Regions from separate parts of the Sus scrofa genome. Here region 2 is linked to region 1. A link is a contact called in public HiChIP or PLAC-seq data. All regions are on one chromosome and are shown on one strand. The core of a region is the stretch at or near the end of the contact, and the rest is flanking DNA. Distances in the headings are between cores, read along the strand shown. Region 1 holds the start of TMEM53 (transmembrane protein 53). Region 2 holds the start of ERI3 (ERI1 exoribonuclease 3).

What was found. HiChIP or PLAC-seq counts read pairs in DNA pulled down with a chosen protein or histone mark.
Region 2: an H3K27ac HiChIP or PLAC-seq map of alveolar macrophages shows a contact between it and region 1. The contact joins the promoter of ERI3 here to the promoter of TMEM53 in region 1. A contact is called at or near these places in 2 of 2 datasets of contacts at active chromatin or transcription factors (alveolar macrophages and skeletal muscle).

What each region holds. Positions count from the first base shown.
Region 1 is chr6:166,640,990-166,647,994 of Sscrofa11.1, reverse strand. TMEM53 (transmembrane protein 53) reads right to left here and starts at 2,892. Exons shown (of 3, transcript XM_003482099.4): 1 at 2,613-2,892. The coding sequence starts at 2,673. It overlaps C6H1orf228, which reads left to right and starts at 2,994. Exons shown (of 18, transcript XM_021096783.1): 1 at 2,994-3,188; 2 at 3,860-3,952.
Region 2 is chr6:166,952,990-166,959,994 of Sscrofa11.1, reverse strand. ERI3 (ERI1 exoribonuclease 3) reads right to left here and starts at 2,754. Exons shown (of 8, transcript XM_021096801.1): 1 at 2,682-2,754. It overlaps LOC106507672 (a long non-coding RNA gene), which reads left to right and starts at 2,825. Exons shown (of 2, transcript XR_001303830.2): 1 at 2,825-3,030.

The DNA of each region.
Region 1 (7,005 bases), core at 1,643-4,142:
TGGGGGAAAAGGAATTCCAGACACCAAACATGACTGTCATGCATGCTTCTCCACCTCTGGACAGTAACTGCCAAAGAGAATCGATCTCTGGAGCCCCCCGAGATTGCCACTCTGTGAAGGCATGTCAGCCGGCAGGGAGCTGTCTGCAGATGGGAAGCAAAGAGATTCAGGGGGTCACAGTGCTGTCACTTCCTTCTGAGGGGTCCTCCAGGCTCAAGTTCAACTCTTGAGTCTACACTTTGAGAGCGGAAGGCCTGAGGACCCGAAGCCAGAGCAGAGGAGTGAGCAGAAGGTTATGAGAGCCACACCAGCGGGGGAACAGCTGAAGGCCCTGGAGGTGTTTCTCTTGGATCGAGGAAGCTGGACCCTTGAAAAGAGAGGAACAGATTGCCTTACTCTGCGTCTGACCCCCTAGCCCTGCAGTTACCACATCATTGTGAAAGCACCTGCTTCTGAGCCCTCGGCCCTCCCCAGAAACACGGCTCCTTAAAGGGAGTCTGCCTGTGAGTCACTTCTGAGGCACCAGCAACTAAGCCACCGCCAGGACACCGCAAACTGCTGAACTGAAAGAAATGACAGGAAGGCCCATTGTGGCTCAAGAAAGGGAAGTGCTTTCTAACAATCCCAGCTGCCTCCAACCGGCCAGGATATTAAGGAGGAAGCATCCTGACAGGGAAGGGGCTGGTATGAGAACAGAATGCTCTCATGCCAGCAGAAAGATGCAGGACAAAGTGGCCCCCTGAGATTTCTGCCAGTTCCAGGACCCCACCTCCTGAAGCAGGGAGGGGAGCCGTCAGGGGAAGAAATAGAGGCCAACAGAGCACCTGCTCCAGGCCAGACACTCACACCCAGTCACCACCTTGTTGTGACGCAGGCACTCTCATTACTCCCGATTGACAGTCGGGGAATCTGAGGCTCAGGGAGGTTCAATAACTTATCAAAGCCATAGAACAGCAGGAGGTAGAACTGAAACGCAAACCAAGACCGCCAGGCTGCCCACCTGGGCTGAGGGAGAACTGCCCTCCTGGGCCATGCAGAAGGCAGCTCCAGCCCTTTGCAGCTGAGGGTTCTCTGAGGGCAATAATATTAATTGGCTTCATCTCCTGCTGATGCGAAACCCTCCTCAAAAGCACGTTTACATCTATAAGCCCGAGAGCCCGCAGCCAGCAGATCCAGCTTGAGGGAAATACGGTGGGTCTGGAGCCAGCTTGTTCTGGGAAAGCCTGGGGGTTGCCCTCCCCTCCTAGACCCCACCCGAGGGACACAAGAGGCTCTGGGAGGGGTGTGGAAGGCTCTCCTGAAGGAGGTAACATCTGAGCAAAGCCTGACATGATAAACCAGACAGGGGAGGTGGCAGTGTGGCACGGCACGGGGGAAAGGACATTCGAGAGGAGGCAGCGAGAGCAAAAGCAAAGAAGCAAGAAGTGTGCAGAGACTCACAAGCAGCTTGGGGCCGCCAGAACATAAAACTTAAATTGAACAGTGGAAGGACATAGGGATGAAAGCGAGAAGCAGGGACGCCGCTAAATTATAAAGGACTCTGAATGCGGGCTAAAGAATCTGGACCTGATTTATCCTGCGGGCAAGAAGGAGCCACTGAAGGGTTTTACACAGAACAGTGAGAAAATCAAACCTGGGCATTAGGAAGAATGCCATGGTGGCAGCGGAAAAGGCTGAGCTGCTGCTGGCTGTGCTAAGGGAGGTGTGAAGGCGTGTGGAGGAATGCACGTGTAGTTCAGGCTGGCGTGTGCTTCAAGGCTCCTCTACCGTAATTCCCCACCTGGGCTAAACTTTCCATGCCCTGGGCCCCTGATCCTACTCACACTGCCAGTGATCCAGACCTGCTCTATAGGCTACTGGTTTGGTGGTGCCTCCCCCACACCTTTCTGATAGGAAGGAAAAGGTTAATCACTAAACACACTCCGTGCCAGGCCCTCTGCTGGGTCCTTTACACAAATAATCTCACTTGCGCAACCAACAACCCTACGAGGGAGGTGACTATTGGTGCCTCGGTTTTGCAGATGAGGAAATCCAGGCAAAGAGCCGGAGGAAGACTGCCAGAGGTCACCCAGCTACTAAAGAGAGGAGTCAGGTGTGAACCACCTTCTACCTCCTGGCAGACACGGCGGTTAACCACTTCCAGGAGGAGTGGAGAGGGAGGGATGAAGGTGGGCTTCTGCAAAGACCTCGGGGAAAATGGTGGGACTAAAAAGGCCGGACCCCTAACAACAACAGCAGTGGGAATCCCGCCCCCCAAAAGTGGAATCAGGGGGGCCCCCGCCCTCGGCAGCCTTCAGCTACCAGGAGAGAAACCCGGGCAGGGACCGGAAAACTCCCACTAAACAGACGGTGAAAAGACCTCCAAGCTGGGTTGGGGGAGGTGGGCGGAGACGCAGTGAAGGGGCGGGGCTTGGACGCGGCGAACATTCTGGGGCGGGGCTGACTAGGGGGCGGGGCTCTCTGGCCGGACCAAGTCCAGGACCTGCGGGACCCCAGGAGCGGGTGGGCCGCGAGGGGGCGGGGCTGCAAGAGGGGCGGGGCCACAGCTGCGCTTGCTGCCCACGACTCGCTCCGTCACCTCCCCACGATCGGACCCAACCCCCGCTCCATACCCTGGCTCCGGCAGGACTGATCCGGGATCTCGATGGTGTAGTCCAGCTGGGCCGAGGCCATCGTGAAGCCGCGGGCCCTCAGCTCGGGCCTCTCGCCGGAACTCACGCTCGCAAGTCCGCGCCTCACCAGGGCGCCTCCTGGGCGCCGCCCAATCACCACCCACCTCCCTCGACGCTGCCCAATCCCTGAGCTGCGCTCTGTGACCTCCCGCCCTAGCAACCACCGAGTCTCTTTCAGAGCCTCTCGCTGCAACCGGCTAGCTCGGCCATAGCAACAGCGCCCCGCCCCACTCTATCCCTGGCCCACCGCCATTGGCTGACTCTCTTGATCTCGGTCAAGTATTGGCCAGCCAAGACGCCGGTCAGGAAGAGTCGCTACCGTCCTGCGTCGGTAAGAGTCTGCGGGAGAGCTGCTATGTTCTGGGGATGGGAAAGGTTTCCCGTCCCAACCGCGTGTTATCCTACGAAGGGGACAGCAGTGTCCTTTGAGTTACATTAGCTAGCTGCCTCTACTGTCTTCCACCAGCCGCAACTCCGAGGGCTGGAGGTAGAAAACCGTACAAAACGGCCAAAGGGGTGCGTGCTAGCCCATCCGCCCCCCCGGTGGATGGAGGCATATTTTGGCTGCTGGGTGGGTGGGATGCAGAGGAGGTGGTATCTCCTGGGAAGACTTTAGAGAATGTCCTGTTCGTGCGGGACAAAAGGGGTTAAGCAGTACAGTTTTCTTACATTTATTCCCGCACTTAAAAAATGTTTCCTGGAGTTCCCGTCATGGCGCAGTGGTTAACGAATCCGACTAGGAACCATGAGGTTGTGGGTTCCATCCCTGGCCTTGCTCAGTGGGTTAAGGATCCGTAGTTGCCGTGAGCTGTGGTGTGGGTTGCAGACGCGGCTCGGATCCCGAGTTGCTGTGGCTCTGGTGTAGGCGGGTGGCTAGAGCTCCGATTAGACCCCTAGCCTGGGAACCTCCCTATGCCGCGGGAGCGGCCCTAGAAAAGGCAAAAAGACAAAAAAAAATCCTGAGCACCTGTTTTGTAGGTGGACTCTAGTGAGGATTACATTTCTTGGCCTTGACTTCCATAAGTCTTGAGCAGGAGTCAACTGTAATTCTGTGCAAGGGATAAAATACTACATAAGAGTAGGCCCTAAGGATTTTAGCAGCTCAGGATAAAAAGGGGCATTTATGGCAGTGTGGATGCCTCTTAAGCTGGGCTTTGAAAGATGCTGGGAGATACGAATCCTTGCAGGACTCAGAGAGAGGAAAGTGAGAAGCTATACCAGGAATTATGAGCATCTCTGGACAGAAGAGAGACAATGGGAGAGCAACCTTGGAAGAACAGGTAGGCCCAGATCCTGGAAGGTCTTTGATGTCAAGCTCAGCTCTGAGCTTATGGGTAAATCTTACTGATGGAAAAATTTTCCAGTGCATTTACACCGATGAGCACAAGAGCTTAGACTTTATTCTGAGGACAATGGGGAGTCTGCAGGGCTTTAAGCAAAATAGTAACAATCAGATTTGTGTCTTTGTTTTTCTTGGCTATGCCTGTGGCATGTGAAAATTACCGGGGCTGGAATTGAACCTGCGCCACAGCAGTGACTCTATGGTGACAACACCGTATCCTTAACCTGCTGTGGCCACAAGAGAACTCCAGATTTGTTTTAGAAAGATCAATGACAAGAATGGATTGGGGGTTGGGAGGAGGGAGACCAATGAGGAAGTTGTTTCAGTAATTGTTTCAGTAAGGATTGTGGTAGCCAGAAGCTTGGAGAACTAACAGGAATGAAGAGGAAGGGATGGATTCCTTAGTCACTTATGAGTTTAAAGAACTGAACTTGGCGACTGGTTGGATGTGGGGTAAGTGGGAAGAATGGAGAATGACGTCTAAATTCCTGGCTTGGGCAAACAGCGTTTTTAAGAGAGGGTCAGCTCTGGGCATGGTGAGTTTGCGGCGCCAGTGGGTCATCCAGGTGGAAGTGTCCAGGAGTCCTGGACTGGAATTTGCAAGATAAGTCTAAACTGGAAATAAAAATGGGTAGTCTGTGGTGCCTTATAGATGGCAGTCACACCAGTGGATGGATTCGGGGCTTGCCCAGAGGGTATATATAAAATAAGAAGAGAAGCGGGCCTCGAACAAAGCCCTAAGAAGCACCCATATTTGAGGTTCTGGCAAAGACGGTTGAATCTGCAAAGGTAATTGAGATGAAGTGTCTAGAGCAGTTAAATAATCAGTAGTAGAAGAACGTGGTTTTCCAGAAACCAAGGGAGGAAAGTGCTGGAGGCTGATGACTAATCAAGTGAAATAAGGCCTGAAAAAAATCCACTGGTTTTAGAAACAAGGAAGTGGTAGTTAACCTTTGTAAAAGCAGATTCAGTGGAGTGCTGGGAGCAGAGGTTGCATTACAGTGAGTTGAGAAGGGCGTGGGAAGGTGAAGAAGTGAAGGCTGCGCTTTCAAGAAGTTTGACTCTTTGGGAGAAAAGAGAGAAAGCAGTAGCTGGAAGGAGAAACAAGTTTTTATTCAAATGGGAGAGATGCCGTTGGCATGGATCCAGCAAAGAGGAAAAAGATAATATTATAGGGGAGAGGAGATAACTGACAGAATGGCACCCCCAGAAAAAGAATAAGGTAGGGAATCCAAAGCACTGATGGAGAAGTTTGTTTAAAGGGATATTTGTGGAGTTCCCATCGTGGCTCAGTGGTTAATGAATCTGACCAGCATCCGTGAGGACGCAGGGTCGATCCCTGGCCTTGCTCAGTGGGTTAAGGATCCAGCCTTGCCGTGAGCTGTGGTGTAGGTCGCAGGCGTGGCTTGGATCCCGCGTTGCTGTGGCTGTGGTGTCGACGGGCAGCTGCAGCTCTGATTTGACTCCTAGCCTGGGAACCTCCATGTGCCGCAGGTGTGGCCCAAAAAAGCAAAAAATAAAGTAATAAAATAAAGGGATATTTGCATTGTGACAGAAGGGAAGCATGTGAAATTAGTACGTTAGTAGATGTGGTGGCAGGACGTTGAGAGAATTCTGGTTTGGTGCTTTCCGTTTTTTTCTGCCAAGTAGGCACATGATGTAGCCCCGTAGAGAGGGACTGGAGATGGTGTACGAGGTTGAGGGGACAGAGAAGGACTGAAGTAGCTCTAATGGCCAGTGGGAGCAAGATGACAGGTAGCATACAGATTTCTGGGCAGTTACGAGCCCTATCGAGCTTGGTGACCATTAATTTGTAGCAGCAGCAGTCTCCATGGTTGTGTGCTCTAAATTTTTCCCCCAAGAGTATTCAGCCACCTACTGGTAAGTACAGAGGTGAACTGAATTGGTCCAGGTGTGAATTTCATCCAGGGAATGAAATGGAAGAACAAAGTCAAGGAATTGAGAATCCTGGCAAAAGGGTGATTGGGATGGAGGACCCTAGACCCTGAACTGCCTGGGGGGGTATAAAAACGTTGTGCGCTAGGGGTTCCAAGGAAGTCAGAGAACCCATATCTTGAAGGAGAGAGTTATGGTTCACAAATGGAGTAATGAGGAATTCCGCTTGTGGCTCAGTGAGTTGAGAACCCGACTAGTGTCCATGAGAATGCAGGTTAGGTCCCTGGCCTCGCTCAGTGGGTTAAGGATCCGGCCATGGTGTAAGCCGGCAGCAGCAGTTCCCTAGCCTGGAAACTTCCATATGCCTCAGGTGTGGCCATAAAGAGAAAAAAAAAAAAAGTGGAGAGTAATGAAATTTGAGTAGTTTCAGGTGGTGACGAGGTCCAGGGTTTGGCCATGGTGGCAGGTGGCCAGAGGGGAGTTAAGAAGATAATCAAGGAGTTCCTGTTGTGGTGCAGCAGAAACGAATCCGACGAGGAACCATGAGGTTGCAGGTTCGATCCCTGGCCTCTCGCAGTGGGTTAAGGATCTGGCGTTGCCATGAGCTGTGGTGTAGGTCGCAGATGCGGCTTGGATCTGGCGTTGCTGTGGCTCTGGCGTAGGCCAGCAGCTATAGCTCCGATTGGACCCCTAGCCTGGGAACCTCCATATGCCTAACCCTAACCCTAAAAGACAAAAAAAAAAAAAAAAAAAAAAGATAATGAAGATGTGGCATGGCCATTGAAATCCTCCCAGACGATGGCAGGATTTGAGGAGGGAAAAGGGAAGAGGATGCTTGTGAGTTGAGAACCAAGGTCCTTGACGAATAAAGCAGGTGGTTCTGGAACCTGTGGAGGACGGCGAGAGGAGAGGCAGCGGTCCATACAGCTGCATGGCATGACCCTAACGTAGCAAAGGGTTTTTACAAGGAGAGGGTGGACTAAGGAGCTGGGCTGGGCTTTGGTGAGGAGGCACTAGCCGCTCTCTTGGAGATCCCTGAGGTGTGAGCGTGTGAGCAGCCTCCAGCCGAGTCGGCGCTGCAGAGTGGCGCCCGGA
Region 2 (7,005 bases), core at 1,505-4,004, 310 kb before region 1:
GGGCTGGTACAGAGCTTTCAGAAGCTACTGGTACTAGAGTTGACCCTTGAATAACACAGGTTTGAACTCTGTGGGTCGAATCATATGCAGATGTTTTTCAATAAATATAATGGGTATTTTCTTGGAAATTTGTGACAACTTGGAAAAAAACTTGCAGCTAGATCACATAGCCTAGAAAAACCAAAACAATTTTAAGAAAAAGTTAAGATGTTATGAATGCATTAAATACATGTAGATATACATCTAACATTCCAAAATATGTCAATCAATTGCTTATGTTATCAGCAAGGCTCCTGGTCAACAGTAAGCAATTAGTAAACTCTGGGGGAAGTCAAAAGTTATAAGCAGATTTTCAACTGTGGAGGGGGGTGTCAGCATCCCTAAGCCCTGCATTTTTCAATGGTCAACTGTACATATTTTAAGAATGATGAATTTCATGTACTCTGCTGGCATACTTTTCTTCCTAAGGAGTTTATCTTAACCTAGAAACACTAAACATTTAAAACATCTGAGCTTGGACTGAGAAGGATGACCATGAAGTGGTGGCTCTGAGGATAATCCAGAATCCTAGTCTAGTCAAGGAGGGGGCACTTGTAAAGGCTAACAATATTCAGAAGTCAGGAGCTGAGGCCAGGACTGGAGGAAGGGGTGGGTGCCACAAAGCTACAGGCCACACTGCAAATGGCCACACATGAAATGCTTGCAGGATACATCCAGGTCTGCCTCAAGTTCTAAAAAAGTCAAGATAACCAAACTCCAAGTCAAATTATCAATGAGTACCGATCATTTTTATCACTTAATTCGCAAATCTTCCACGCTCTGGTTTCTCTTCAGGTCACGTAAGTCTTAATGCCTTTTACCAATCAGATCTTCCAAAGGACTAGAAGTTGCAAAGGTGCCCTTAAGAGCTAGCAACATCCTTTGAACAAAGAAACTCCTAGGTTTAGAAGCAACCTATTCCTGTCCACCACTCTACATTCTCAACACTTTATCCTGCGCAGATCCCCTGGGAAAATGCCACTCACCAATCTACCCCAACCCAAAGAAAACACTTTCCAAAATGAAAGGGAATAAAAGCACTTTTATTTGGAAATTTCAAGTTAGAAGGAGAGCTTTCAGCCAAGCTCTGTGACCTAGCTAGCCGATTATTTACAGGATCTTTGGGCAGGAATTGTTAATGAGCTTTTAATTTGGAGTGCTTAAGTTGCCAAAGTGCTCTGAGCTCCAGTGAAGCACCACAGAATCCATCAAGGAAACCTTATCAATCACTTCCCAGCAGCTACCTTCCCCCACCACACGGCCCCCACCTCTCTGACGACAGGCAGCCAAGTGGGTTTCTAACCAAGACCACAGACACACACATTAGTGGGGTCACACTCCAAGACCCTGTTTATAAATTGCCTTTTAAATGGTAGGGGATTCAGGTATAATATACTTAGGCTCCAGGCATGAACCCACTAAAACAAGGCATGCTGTGTATGATAAAGTCAGAATAAAGCAGAATTTGATGAAGCCAATTTCCCGTAGGAACTCTACACACAAAAATCATCCAACCCATCACAACTCACGAGTTCAAACAGTGTACATAGTCTTGAGCCAATGGGATTCCTGGTTTTTTGCCCTTCAGCTGGGAGACCGATAAAACCTCTGACAAGAACTAATACCAGAGACCTGGCCAGCGACTTACAGCACAGGTAACGATGGGCACTATCATTTTGCAAAATCCAGACCTAAAGACAGAATCCACATCCCCAGTGAGGGGCCACATTCAGAAGCTCCCGAGGCAACACGTCGCAGTTATACTTTACAAGAGTTCACAGTCAAGCCCCGATCCAAGTTCATGCCTTTTTGTTTTAAGGAAACACCTGTTGCTGGAACACTTGCAGGAAAAGCAAACAGAAAGCTAGCCAGGTTAGCCCTCCTTATTCACTCCTTCCACCATCACTATCGCCATCGCTACAGACTTTCTAAGAAGGAAACAGCTAACCTTGTGTGTCTGCCTAGGGGATGGGGAGTGGGTAAAGGGGATGTTCCATCTACTATCTCCTCGCGGGGTTTCTAACCTCTTTAGTCAAACCCCTCTTCCTCCTCCTAAGTAATCCCAGGAAAGAAGTCAGCACCCTTAATCACCTCGGCGGGTCTGTCTTGCAAAGCCCTGCCCCTCTCCCTCTCCACCAGAACGTTACTCAGTGGCTCGTGCACCCAGGGTGAGCACATGGGCGAGCACCCCAGGCTGCACAAACTGCGCGCCGCGACCCTCACCCCGCATGCATGACCAGGGCCCAATCTGGGGGGCCTCTCCGCATCACCCACCCCGGGGTGCTGCCCCCAACTCGGGCCCATCCAAGTCCAGGGGAGAGTAAGGGGAGGAGCAGGGGGCCAGGAGACCAGCCCTCCTTCCCAGGGCCGCCCCCGCCCCCCTTCAGCTGCGGGAGAGGCTGTCGCCATGGCAACGCCCCCTCCTCGGGGCCAGCGCGGCAGGCTCGCTCCAGGTGCAGGCCCCGACGTCTCCCTCGGCCTGAGCAGGCGCTCAGGGCAGTTTACGGCGGCGGGCGCGGCCCGCGCCGACTGCGGCGCCGGCCAGGCAGAAGCAGGGCCAGCTCCGCCCGCTCCCCACCGCCCGTTCCCGGCCGCCTCAACAGCGGCAGCCAGCACCACGAGTCCACAACACACCGACTCACCTCCGCGCACTCTGACCCCCGCCGACGTGACGGACGGGCGGGCGCGGTGGCCAACCGCTGAGCCCGCTGCCGGCCCCCTCGACCAATGGGCTGCAAGGAGGCGGGGTTCTTCTCCCCAAACGCTCTCCCTCCCGCCGACATGCGCGCTAAGCTGTGTCAAGATGGTGGCGCCCCGGGCCGGCCTTGTGGGACTTGTAGTTTCGAGGTTGCACGTACTTAGAAGAAAGTGAAGGGGGCCTCGCTTCCCAGCTGTGAAAGAAATTTTTTTGAAAAAACCCGACACTTCCTAAAGGCCTAGACGACCCAAGGCCCCCACTTCTGTTTTTCCACCTTCCACTGTTCTCACGAGGTGAGTCTAGTCTCACGAGGCGACAGGTATTTAGATGTCACCTTCCAAGGATGCGGGCCTTCAGCAAGTCCTCATTATCGTCACGGTCTCGGGTGGGCCCGGGGGAGACCGCAGAGGAGGGGCCCTTGGGCGAAGGAGAAAATGCTGAGGTTCTGAAGGGCCTTCGCAAAGAAGCGGGAGCTGAGGTGTTGGGCGGCTGCCTCGTCGTGAGAAGGGCTGCGGCCTCAGCCCTGGCGGCTTCCACCCTCCGCCGCTCCGCGCCGAAGCCGGAGGTGGCGTCCTCGCCTTGGTCGTGCCTCTCTGGGAAGTCGCAGGCACCGGGTCCTGAGCTGGGAGACCGCGGCCTCGGCCGGGCCGGGGACCGTGTTCTGGGCCCAGCCTCAGGCCGCACGCCCTGTGCCTGCCGTCTGCCTGGTTCTCGTAAGAAAACAGGGCCGTTTCCGGGCCCTGTCTCCTCCGAGATCTGACCTCAGCGTCAGAAGAGGTCCCACCTGAGTCGGGAAAGCCGGGCGCTCCCCCAGTCGGGGCCTGCCTTCCGTAACCCACGCGAGGAATTAGCGAATTCCTCTCAGCAGCGACAGCACTGATCACATTGCTTTATAATTGTCTGTGTGCTGTCGTTGTCGCTCCCTCAAGTCTCTAAGCTGCCTCAAGGTCGGCGTTACTTCCGTGTGCTTCGTGCTGTGTCAGTTATACCGGGCACAGTGCCGGGCACAAAGCAGGCACACGGTAAATGTGAAGAAATGAGGGAAGGCGCCATCAGGGACAAGTGCCACTTAACCCGAGGTCAGTAAAAGAGAGGCACATCTGCCTACTCCTTGAGTCTTGGAGCTGGATCACAGTCTCCTCCCTTAATGTTATCTGGATGTTAACCCCAGATGAGTGAATCAGTCGCCATATTTATGGTGCCTCTGCTAAGTGTCAGGCACTGTTTCTGTTGCTGAGGACTCACGGTAGATAAGACACCAAACCTGTACCCTCAAGGAGCTTTTATATCGAGGAGGGGGAGAAAGAGCAGACAATAAACAAAGAAGTAAATAGGTAAATAAGGTTCGACAAGAGGCCCTAAGGTGCCCTGTCTTCTCTCTGGCTTTGTTGCATCCTGAGTGTGTCCTGCGTCTCGGGCACAGCCGGCTTCTTGGTTATAAGAATGATGTAAACCTCCACTGTGAGGACTGGAGACTTTCTTTAAGGCCCATCCACAGTGGAGCCTTCCATGGTCCCCTGGACTTCCCCAAAATGTGTTTTTCCTCCTTAGTGCTCTAAGCCCATCTGAACAATTTCCAGGGCCTCACCAGATTGTAAGCTCCTTTTGGACAGAGACCAGGCAAAAGGCTTTGAAATAATAGGACAGTTTAAGAGCTCAGTATATATTTGGTGCCTCACACTGCTGCCTAACCCAGCCTTGGCTCCCTCAAGCCTTTGGCTATATTGTGATTCCTCGTGTTCTCTGGTTCCCTAGAAAACAGAGCCTGAAGCAAAGCTGAGGTGGTAAGATTTCATCAGGAAGTATAATCCCAGGACCACAAGAATAAGAGGGGAAAGGGAAGTGAGTCAGGGAAGGAAGGAAAGAAAATATAAATAGTATGACCAAAAAAAAAAAAACCACAGCTAGGGAGTACCCATTGTGGCGCAGCGCAAACGAATCCGACTAGGAACCATGAGGTTTCGGGTTCGATTCCTGGCCTTGTTCGGTGGGCTAAGGATCCAGCATTGCTGTGAGCTGTGGTGTAGGTCACAGATGTGGCTCAGATCCCACGTTGCTGTGGCTGTGGCGAGGCTGGTGGCTACAGCTCCGATTAGACCCCTAGCCTGGGAACCTCCCTATGCCACAGGTGTGGCCCTAAAAAGACAAAAGACAAAAAAATAAAAAAAAAAACTACTTAGTTGCTCTGTCATACAGACCATGAAGAACCTTCACTTCTTAGGGAGAAAAGAAGGGTTGCATCACCTCACCACTCTGGTGGCCACAGGGGGCACCAGACCCCACACCCAAAGCATAGTGGTTCGTCTGAGACCAAAAATGGTGAGAGGAACCTATAGTTCAGTCAAATCAGGCCACTGCTGTCCCACCACAGTGGGCACATTAGAAGCTCTGTCAAGACCTAACTGTCCTCCCAAAGGAAGCTAACACAGCCAGATGTGTTTGTAAATGAGACAATAATAGTAGCCGCTGGCCTGTCCAAAAAACGGGGGCCAAGGCCCTGGGTAGGGCATGCAGGTGGGGCAAGTGAATTTTTGGAGGCCGGTGAACTGAGTCCAATACAGGCACAGATACACCCTGGGTAAACCTCTAGCCTGGCTGCTGGGTTAAGTGGCTGAGCAAAAGTGAACCCTGAGCATTTGCAGCAACTTGGATGGGCCTAGAAATTATCATGCTTAGTGAAGTCAGTCAGACAGTGAGACACCAACATCATGTGCTATCCCTGACATGTGGAATCTAAAAAAAGGACACAATGAACTTCTTTGCAGAACAGATACTGACACACAGACTTTGAAAACCTTACGGTTTCCAAAGGAGACGGGTTCGGGGGTGGGGAGATGCACTGGGGTTGTGGGATAGAAATGCTGTAAAATTGGGTTGTGACGATCGTTGTACAACGGTAAGCATAATAAAATTCACTGAGTAATTTAAAAAAAAAAGTGAACCCTGAGAGCAAAGGCCAAAGAGGACCTCATTGGTTCTCCTGCTGTCCCATCAAACCACTAGAAAAACAGCAAGATGGCCATAAAAGTTGAGACCTTACTCAGCAAGTGAAGGGCAGAGAACCCAAGACTCAAGGACAGTACATGGCAGCCCCCAAACTTGTCACAACTGAGAGAACCCAGGCTGGGTCTGAAACCATTTTATCTGAGAAAAACTGGAAAACGCCTGCCATTCTCAGTCCCCGTAAGCTTCATAAGAGAGTTAGGAGGAGTGGGAGCTCAGAGAGAGCCCACCAGGGTTTGAGTCCTGGCTCTCCCTGGGACTTAGGCAAGTGACATATTCTCTGAGGCTCCGTGGCTTCATCTCTATATAGTGTAGATAATAATGGGACGCACTTGTTGGTGGAATTGAAATGCCTAGTGCAGCATCCTGCATAAAGACTTAGTAAACATTGGCTGTTGCTGTGATTCTGGCCCCTCCTCCACCCCTTTTCCAACTCCTCTTCCCACCGCAAGCACCCCCTCGCCCCCGACTCCCTCGCCACAGTCTTCCCTCCAAGAGCAGTGGGGGCTAGACCCGACCGTGCCTTCTGACCGTGCCTTCTTTGCCCTGCTTTCCCCGGGGCTCTTCCCCATGAGTCTGAGCCATTCATCTCCCTGGTGACCTGAATCTGAACCAAGAGATGGATGTGGGGTGGCTGAGGCCAGGGTGGTAATGTGCTCCCTTATCTCTGTGCCCCTCACTGGGGCCTAGTTAATTTTCCCTTTGATTTTAATATAGATTTATTGAAACTTTCAGTTATCAAAACAAACTGTAGCAGCAAATTGGTGTTCTTTGCAGGCCTACAAGTGCCTATAAAGCTGCCATGCTCGGGAACGAATGGCGCTCTCCGGGAGATCAGTCATGGCAACAGGAAGTCCCTGGGGACGCACACACTGCAGTTTAATATTTTTCTTATTAGCCTTTTTCTTCTTGGCTATCTAAGCCTCCCCTTTAAATCGGAAATCAAATGGAGCCACCTGCCCAGGGAGCCTCTCTTGCCCAAGCCGCTCGTGTTTTCTCCCCTGGCCCTAGCCTCCCTCCTCTCATCTTCTGACTTCTCCCTGCCCTGCCCACTGTTCCAGAAAGAGTTGTGATTCACATGCCCAGAGGTATGCCCACAGCCCTGTCCCAACGGCGGAAGGTCGGCTTAGGCTGTCTGGCCACTAGTCAGAGGCAGAGAATCCCCAAGAAGGATTGGAACTTCTTCCAGGTATGGTGCTCAGAAGGGAGGAAAAAACAGTTTTTAAAGCAAAAAAAAAACTGTTTTCTGAAAGGCAGACGGTCCT